Regions from separate parts of the Rattus norvegicus genome. Here region 1 is linked to region 2. Evidence: chromatin contacts called from public Hi-C data. All regions are on one chromosome and are shown on one strand. The core of a region is the stretch at or near the end of the contact, and the rest is flanking DNA. Distances in the headings are between cores, read along the strand shown.

The links. Hi-C and Micro-C count contacts between places; a contact is called where the count stands out from the background.
Region 1: a contact with region 2 is called in a Hi-C map of the A7r5 cell line, with 4 times the contacts expected there. The contact joins the enhancer-like site here to the promoter of Nudt15 in region 2. A contact is called at or near these places in 6 of 12 Hi-C or Micro-C datasets (the A7r5 cell line, the Rat2 cell line, Schwann cells and 3 more).

The regions. Positions count from the first base shown.
Region 1 is chr15:56,435,930-56,440,485 of GRCr8, forward strand. No RefSeq gene overlaps it. Among named protein-coding and RNA genes, the nearest start is that of Esd, 15 kb to the right of the region's middle. Within about 2 kb of position 1,267, at least 4 of the 93 cell types and tissues checked have an H3K27ac peak or open chromatin away from gene starts, as enhancers often do. A contact at or near this core is called in the A7r5 cell line, where this site is marked.
Region 2 is chr15:55,120,156-55,124,640 of GRCr8, forward strand. It overlaps Nudt15 (nudix hydrolase 15), which reads right to left and starts at 3,228. Exons shown (of 3, transcript NM_001106049.2): 1 at 2,948-3,228; 2 at 1,113-1,309. The coding sequence starts at 3,102.

The DNA.
Region 1 (4,556 bases), core at 17-2,516, 1.3 Mb after region 2:
ATGCATCAGATCGCAGATAAGTAGGCTTCCATTGAAACAAAGCTGAGGGCGAGCAGGCAAACAGTAAAGGTTTCTTTCATCTTTGTTCTTTACGTAGGCTGCCACCAGAAGCTATGGCCCAAAATTACGGCGGGTCCTCTGACCTCATGCGATGTGAAGTTAAAGTCTTCCTACCTGTAAAGATCCAGTTAAATGAGAATCCCTCCCAGGTTCTCAGGTGTAGCCAGCCACTTGGGATCTATTTAATTCCATATTTAGTCAAGCTGACAACCAAGAACAACCATTCTACTCTCCCAGCATCCTGTGTAGCACCGTCTAGGACTATGAAAGGTAGCTCGCAGAGGTAAATCTCTCAGCTCAATGCCAGCTTGTTTTCTCTCTGCGTTCCATTGAAGGTATGTGGTGTCTTCAGCAGGAGGGTTTATCAACTAGTTTTGGTAGGCACTAAGAGGAATTGAAGAGCATTACAGTTTAACACCAGTATGTTCACAGAGCCAGCAGCACACAATCTGAAGTCTTTCTGCTTACTTGGAACCTCCTTTAGGTGGCCTAGTTGCAGCTGAAGACAGACAGAAAACTCAGGTCTGGTCTGCTGCTCTTGTCTGACCTTGGGAAATTGTTTCCTTTACTTAGAAAGTAGACCAAAGACTTAGAGATAATCATTGAAGAGCCTGTTCTAGTTCTGAACTTATCTGAATGTTGGGAAGCCTAGTCCTTTAGACATCGATGGGCCAAGGTAAAGAACATTCTGGAACTCTTAAATTCTATAGATGAATGAGTGTCACATAAATGGTAGCAAACTTTTGTAACAGTAATCCTGGGATAAATCACCAGTGACCTAAGAAATTTGTAAGCTATGAAACCAAGATGGAGATATAAACACAAATGTTTCCTGCTGAAGCGTTTTCTCAGTCAGACCCTCTTTTAAACAGTTTCATAGCTGTTATAAGATAAACAGTTGCTTTTTGTAGTGGCCTCCAGATTTCTTAAAGAAAAATGGAACCTATTATTTGGGATCTGTTTCCCTGAAGGGTTAAAAATTGAAAGCCCAAATAGATTCAGAACTCATGGTGACAAATATCATTTATTTATTTATTTATAGCTAGATTCTTGTTGAAAGGGAGCCAAGGTTATTTAGGTCTTTACTTATAATTTAAATTATGAGATCTTCAGATGGTGTTTATTCTGCCTCCTGGAGAACAGCACAACATGTACTTCCTGTCCCACATTTCTTTCTGGTATTGAAAAGTAATGTGTGCCATTACTCATCATGTCTTGAGTTAGGGTGATTCTGAGAACAGCGCCAAGAGTGAGTGAGGTTCAGATTACCAATGTGCAAGATGAAAAGAGGAGGGAAATGTGGTAGACAGGGAAGTAGGAATGTGACGTTGTGGAGGCTGGGCACATCGCTGCCCACCGGAGCTGTGTTGAACACCTCACTTATTCTCTCAGGAGGTGTGTTCACGGAAGCCCCAATGTGTCTGTTCTACACAGTTCTTCCCCATTACATGTGAGAAGTCTGAGGATAGCACTGAGGTCATGTACAGACCATTCAATGAACTTTACAAAATTCGTGTTTACTTATTCAGCCCTCCAAGTTGGTTACAAATTAACCTAATTAATACGCAGCTTGCTTAAAAGATCTATCCAATGATACTGCCTGGAGGGGGGCTTATGACAAGGTAACCCTTGAGGAAATGCCACCACCCTGGGGCTGGTTTAGCCACCCTAGGTAATGCTAAGAAGCAGTTATATGTACCAAGGACAGATGTCTTCAGATTGTTGTAGAATTCACAAAGGTACTTTAACTAAAAAAGAAAGGAAGAATACTAGATGTCACTAGTTCCTGACTCCATTGCTAATGTTCTTCATCCTAAGCAGGTTCTCTTTAAAAGAGGGGCAGTAAATCAACATAAATAAGAAATGTTTTAAAGTAACCATGGAGTCAAAAAAGAAATAAAGAATAATCAAGTCACAGCTAGACGTTTCAACATACATGTCTTTAATCATCTGCCTCTCTGGTGCTCTGAAAGTAGGGTGGGTCTGTTTATCTATTCTCTGGAAGGAGATTTTCTTATGAATCAGAAGGAAAATGTGCAGTTAGTTACTCATGGGTGAGGTGAATTCGACAAAATTAAAACAACAAAATGCTTCTAAGAGCAACTGGAATGATTTGAATGAAATGTCATGGGCTAGTCAGGCTTCTAATAGAATTCCAGAGAACATGGCTATGATTAAATCATCTCTGAATTCTCTCGACAGAATGAGGAGCTGTGGCCCCTACGTGGTCTTGTTCCCATATACACTGTAGACCCAACGAAGTTCAGGAGCTCACTAGAACCATTCAAAAAGAGTAAGTCTTGTACCTGGGGGTGTGGCTTAAGAGAAGACCATCTGCCTAACATGCACAAAGCTGTGGGTTTTACCCTCAGCATCCCTTAAAAACAGAGAGAGAGAGAGAGAGAGGCAGAGTTTTCTCCAAGAGTATAACCCCTCACAAGTTTACCACCTTCCAGAAGAAGACTACACATCTAGGAATATTTGGGCAACACAAATTGGTTTTGATTGTTTTTAATAACACAAAGTTGAGTAGATAGGGAAAGGGAGGTGAATTTGGGAGAAATTGAGGAGGGAGCATGACTATGATCAAAACACATTTTATGGTTAAAAATAAAATCAATTAAATATAAAATTAATTAATTAAAAATTAAAATAATAAAAAATAAAATTAAAAAACACATTTTATGGACTACTAATAAAAGAATAAAGGTAAGATACAGATATCTGTGACTGCAGTTACATGTTTACTGTGTTTACATACTGCGCTAATAACCAGAGAGTATTTCCTATAAAACGTGTTGGATCTAAAAATGTCTCCCAAAGGCCATGCGCTAAAGCTTTGGTTGGTAGCATGCAGGACTGTTAGGAGGTAGAGTCTAGTTGGAGGAGTAGTAATTGGGGCTGTGCTCTTGAAGGACCCACTGGGACACTGTCCTCCTCTCGCTCCTTCCTCGCTGTCTCTGTAAGGCAAGTGGCTTTGTTCCACCATGCACTTCCCATCACACCATTTATTCATCACAGCTGCAAAGAAGTAAGGCGACGTGACCACAGTCTAAGACTGTGACACACGGGAAGAAGGAACAGAACACATGGGCTTGTGGACAGCAGAAATCTGAAGCCACGAAGCATACCTTTCCAGATTCAGTATGACAATCAATGGCTCCCCAAGTCATGAAAAAGTAACACCTCAGGTCCTTCATGCTAAGGAGCCCATTGAATTTTGGTACTTCCAATAGGTTACGATGTATACATTCCAATAGGTTACGATGTATACATTCCAATAGGTTACGATGTATACATTCCAATAGGTTACGATGTATACATGCATAAAGATTACTTCCCGATAACAATCTTTGATTCGTTACTCTAGTAAAACACACACACACCTGTGGGTCAAGATTAAAGATGCTAATGAGACATGCTGACAGTCAATAGATAAACAGTAATGACCAACTGTTCAAGTTTGTCCTCATCCTCCCTCTACATTGATGATGTCAAGAAGAACAGTTCTAAAAGGGTACATAAGCCAAGACCATTCAACCCCAGGATTATTCTACCTTGGGTTAACCTGCTGCTATTTCTCCTGACATTTAACCCAGGATGTTCTTCCTATGAGGCAGTGTTCTGTACTTCTTTCTAACAGAATTTCAGTTTGCTTTTGCTTCGGAACAAGTTCATGCTTTATTTTGTTTTTATTTCCGTTCTAGTTCACTCTTGAACTAGATTAAAGACTCTTGCCTGGATTAAAATAATTCTCTGGTTTTACTTGGACTTTTCCATCTTGTACTTACAGGTCATAACCTATCGTTCAAAAGCAGAAGGAGAAGGCCGTGCAGAAACTCAGAGCTGAGGAAGCACAGCTGGGATTGTGGGAACGCTGTTTGCAGACCGGCATACTCACTGGCTCTCCCCGTCGCTGGTTTATGCTCTGCTATTTATCTTACATATGATCTACCTTCCTAGGAATGGGGCTGCCCACAATGGTCTGGGCTCTCTTGCATTAATAACAGTGAAGACAATCTCCCATAAACATCCTCACAAGCCAATCTCATCTAGGAAGTTCCTGAATCCACATTCCTCTTAGATGACTCTGTGCAGTCTCGAGTTGACAACTGAAGCTAACGAGAACAACCCTAAATGAGACAAAGGATACACTTAGCCAGTGATGAAATCTTTGAAACCATGAAACAAAATAAATCTTCCTTCCCTTTAAGTTGTTTATCTCAGGTATTATCAAACCGAAAGAAAGCTAATATCTAAGCCAAATACTTTCTTTTAAATCTTGTGATCCACACATATACTGCAATCATTTAACTCTGCTGTTAATGAAAAAGCAGCCAAATGAGAAGACACAACTATGTTTCAATAAAACTTTATTTACAAAAATAAATTGTGAGCCAGATTTGGTCCATGGACTATAATAGGCCAACAGCTAGCCTTCACCATCCAAAGTTACTACAACAAATACTACTGCTATTTTCTCAACTATACATTAA
Region 2 (4,485 bases), core at 1,978-4,477:
CCTCCCCCCATGCAACCCACTTGGCCATAGCATCTTTCAATTTCTCCAAATAAGTCTTTCTCCCTAACCATGGAGTGGTCCAGTTTGGTGGTCTCGCTGGGCCCTCAGTCATAAGGACAATGCAGGGACCATTGCAGGAATACAGGTTGCCTGTATCTTACATCCCTTGGGATCTACGTAATTCCCCATCTCTACACTGTCTCTGTGCTGCTGTCACAGGACAGCTTGCAGACATTCATTCCACATAGTTCTGCAGGATGGAAGTCTAAGATCAAGATGCTGGCAAGACTTGATGTCTGGTAATGGCCTATTTCCCAGCTCATGGGACAGCCACACTCCCTCTGTATCCTTATATGGAGGAAGTGGTGAGGATCTCTCTGGGTCTCTATCATGTGAGCACAATTCCATGTGTGGGCTGTCGTGCTTGAGTATGCAGTGCTCAATGCAGTCTTGTGGTGAACAGTGGAGCCGAGCTGTGGCTGCTGCTATTTTGAGAGGTGATGGGAACTTTAGAGCGTGTGGACCGTGTACAACACCATGGAGATGTGCCTCTGAAGACTTCGCCCTGTTCTTCTCACTCTGCCTCAGTCCTGCTGTGAGGCAAGGAGGTGAGGAACCTCTACTATAGCTCCACCAGGACATTTCATCTCACCAAAGGCCCAGAATCAACAAAGCCCAGGCCCATGGGCTAGAACTTAACAATTCAGAGCTAAAGGATCTTCTTCCCCTTGTGCTGCTAATTCTGGACATTTTGTCACAGCAGTACATTCTAAACTTTGTCCTCCAAGTCCCAAAGTTCTCCCCTCCTGTCACTATCACCCGAGATCAGAATTTCAACATGGATTTTTGTTTTTGTTTTTTCTCTCTTTTTGAGATGTTATCTCTGTATGTAGCCCAGATAGCCTGGAACTTTCTATGTAAACCAGGGTGGCCTCAAACTCCCAGAGATCTTTCTGTCTCTCCTCCCTATCCCCTAAGTGCTGGGATTACAGTCCCCATTCTTAGCTCCAACACATGAATTTTTGAGGGCACAGACACAAAGAGAATCCAATTCTCTTCACATGGCAATGATGCTCTGAGGAATAACACCTTGTTTTATCCCATTCTCTTACTTTCATTCTTTTCTGGTTCCATATTCCTTGGTTCTGACTCGTGAGTCACGTCCACCTCTCCTTTCATTAATATGGTGACATAATGGTAATTCTCCTTCTCAACAAAAGTATTTACCACCGAAGCAAAGCGCACATTTTTCAGGCGAAGCCCAGCCTCTTCCCAGGTTTCCCTCTGAGCGCATTCTTCCCAGGTCTCACTGGAAAAAGAAACACAGCCTGCTCAGTGTTTGCATGAGGTGAGATTCCTGGTTGGAAAGTTGTGGTATAAAGTAAAATCAACAGTAATTAGTTTATGCTTTAAGATGATAAAAAACTCTTCCATCTAAACATTATGCATATTCTATATTTAGTGAAGACCCAAACGGCTTTATGTTAGACAAAACTTAACATTTAACCACCAGCATTAATTCCCAGGCCTGGAGATAGACTTAGGCAGTAAGGGTGCAGTTTAGTGTGTCAGGTAAGAACCCAGGTTTTCTCTGCGGGGTGGTGGTACAGGCGTTTAATCCCAGTACTTTGGAGGCAGAGGTTGGTGGTTCTCTGTGAGTTTGAGGCCAGATTAGTCTACAGAGGAAATTCCAGGATATCTAAGACTGTACAGAGAAACCCTGTCTCAATGTTCCCTCCCCCCAAAAAAACCCAAAACAAAAACAACAAAAAAACAATCCATTATCACCACCAACAAGACCCAGGCTATTGAGTCAACTGTACTCAGGGAAAATGGAAACATTAACTTTCTTAAGGGGTTGTTGTGTTTTGAAAGTACATTCAATGCCTTCCTCATGTTTCAAAATTGAGCCATTAGGCAACAGAGAAGGATGTGATTCTTGTTAAGGGGCTTGTGAAGCTTGTGCTTCCAGGCCACACAGGAAGTACAGATTACCTTCACGAGGAAGGAAGTTGTCAGCCTGGTAATGTTTCCCTTCCCTATGATGGACAGCCAGTGAGGGGCACCTCCAGTCAATCAGCCATGACACAATCCCAGCACTCAGGAAGCTGAGGCAAGCAGATCTCTGTCTCTTATAAATAAATAAATCTATTAGATAATAGTGACCCAAGATAATCACGGAAAATACGAGGTCTAGGATTTCCTTTTAAATAGTCTATAAAATCAAGTATGGTACTTGATAAGGCATAGGAAGTCTTGAAGCTTTACCTTCCAAGTGTTTTATATTACTATACATTACTATAGGAAACCACACTGGATCTGGGTGATTAAGATACTTTTATTTTTAAGCTACACACTCGGATTAGGTTGTTTTTTTTTTGTTTTTTTTTTTTGTTTTTTTTGAGCACAGCCAGGGTTTCTTCACGATTGCATAGAAACTGACTTCACTACTCTTCCGCCTCGTGGGATTGACACATCCACCTCTCAGAAGCGGCGGGACCAGTCTCACAAAACTGATATATTTTAATCTCATGAGACAAAGGGAAGAGTCCCAGTTTTTCATAAACATCCACTTTCTCAGTAAGCACTAAGAAATACAAACGATTGGGGGCTGGGGATTTAGCTCAGTGGTAGAGCGCTTACCTAGGAAGCGCAAGGCCTTGGGTTTGGTCCCCAGCTCCGGAAAAAAAAAAAAACAAAAAAACAAAAAAACAAAAAACAAGAAATACAAACGACTTCCACCTGCAGCCAGGAGAGGGCAGAGCGAGGACGTATGGGGCCCGGTCCTGGAACAGCGGCCCCTCCTGGCGGGATCCCAGAGGACACCGGGGCCACAGAGAACACACGGAACTCAATTGCGCACTGACGCGCTTCACACGGACCGATTATGTAGTGCGGTCTAGTGACATTCCCGAGACTTCCGCTTCCCCGAGGTCGTCCTGCTCACCCAAATTCCAAGTGGCCCCCAGGAAGCTGGAAACTGCCGGCTCCAAACGACCCTTTCCTTTTCCCCAGAAGGACGCAACGAGGATGCTCGCAGCTCAACACCACCACGCCGACCCCAACTCCCGGCCGCCGCCTCTGCTCCGCGTTAGTGGCCATAGCGTTTGACTGACCCGGGAAGTGACGTTAATCTCCGCATGAGCCTTCAAGTTTACGGGAACTGCCTGGAGCCCCGCTTATTCTTGGTTGTTTTGTCTCAGAAGTCTCAGAAATCAGCTGTTGCCTGGTGGATAGATCGTGTAGGAACAACCCATACAAATAACTGATTTAAGAGTACTTAAAGCTGATTTGGAGAAGTAAATAAGACTAGTTAATAAGTTCCGCTAGGATAAATTCATATTTTAGAGAAAAACAAATTTTACTAGATAAAAAATATACACCACTTAAAACTGAAATATGTAAAGAAAAACTTGGGGAAACCAGCTGTAACAAGTTTGACCCCCTAAATCTTTGGATGGGTGGGTTTATTTTATAAGTATTTATGCTACTAATGTGTGCATAATTTTAGAAATCCAGTAGTACAAAACCCTCTCCAAGAACACTGTCCCCCTTAGTCCTGCTTTCAGAGACAGCTTTAACTCTTTGAAATGTTAGTTTTTATATTTCCACATATATTTCTAAGTGATACTAATTTTATATACTAAGTAATTGTCTTAGTGAGGGTTTCCATTACTGTGAAGAGACACCATGAACAAGGCAGCTCTTATAACTAGCATTTATTTGGGGCTGACTTGCAGGTTCAGAGGTTCAGGTCATTATCATCAAGGCAGGAAGCCTGGCAGCATCTGAGTACTGGAGGAGCTGAGAGTCCTACATTTTGTTCCAAAGTCAAACAGGAAAAGACTGGCTTCTAGGCAGCTAGAAGGGTCTCAAAGTCCACCCCCACAGTGACACACTTCCTCCCACAAGGCCACACCTCCTAATAGTGTCACTTCCTGGCCAAGTATATTCAAACCACCATAGTAATCCATTAGAAAGTTGCAATATCCATTAAGTATGCTTAGCAAAATCCTAAGTTTTATCGATCAACAAATATGCAAGTGAATAGACTCTTTGAAATAAAAGACGCAAATAATTATTTTTGAAAGTGTTGACTATCTCCATTGGGAAATTGCACACTAGAACTCCTTTGAGATGCCATCTTACCCCAGTCAGAATGGCTATTGTCAAGAGATTTGACAACAAATGCTTGACAGGTTGTGGAGAGAGAAGAACCCCTATTCAGTGTTAGTGGGGTGCAAACTAATATAGACACTACGGAAATAAGTTCGGCGGTTTCTAAAAAACTTAAACACAAAACTACTATACAACCCAGCGTTTCACACCTGGACATACATCCAGAGAATTTCATACTCTCTCTTGGGGTTCTTTGCATCCTTGCCGTTTATGTTCTATATGTTCTATAACAAGGGTATGGACCACCCTAGTTTTCCATCAATGAGTGAATCTATAAGCAAAACTTGGTACATATATGTAGTGATT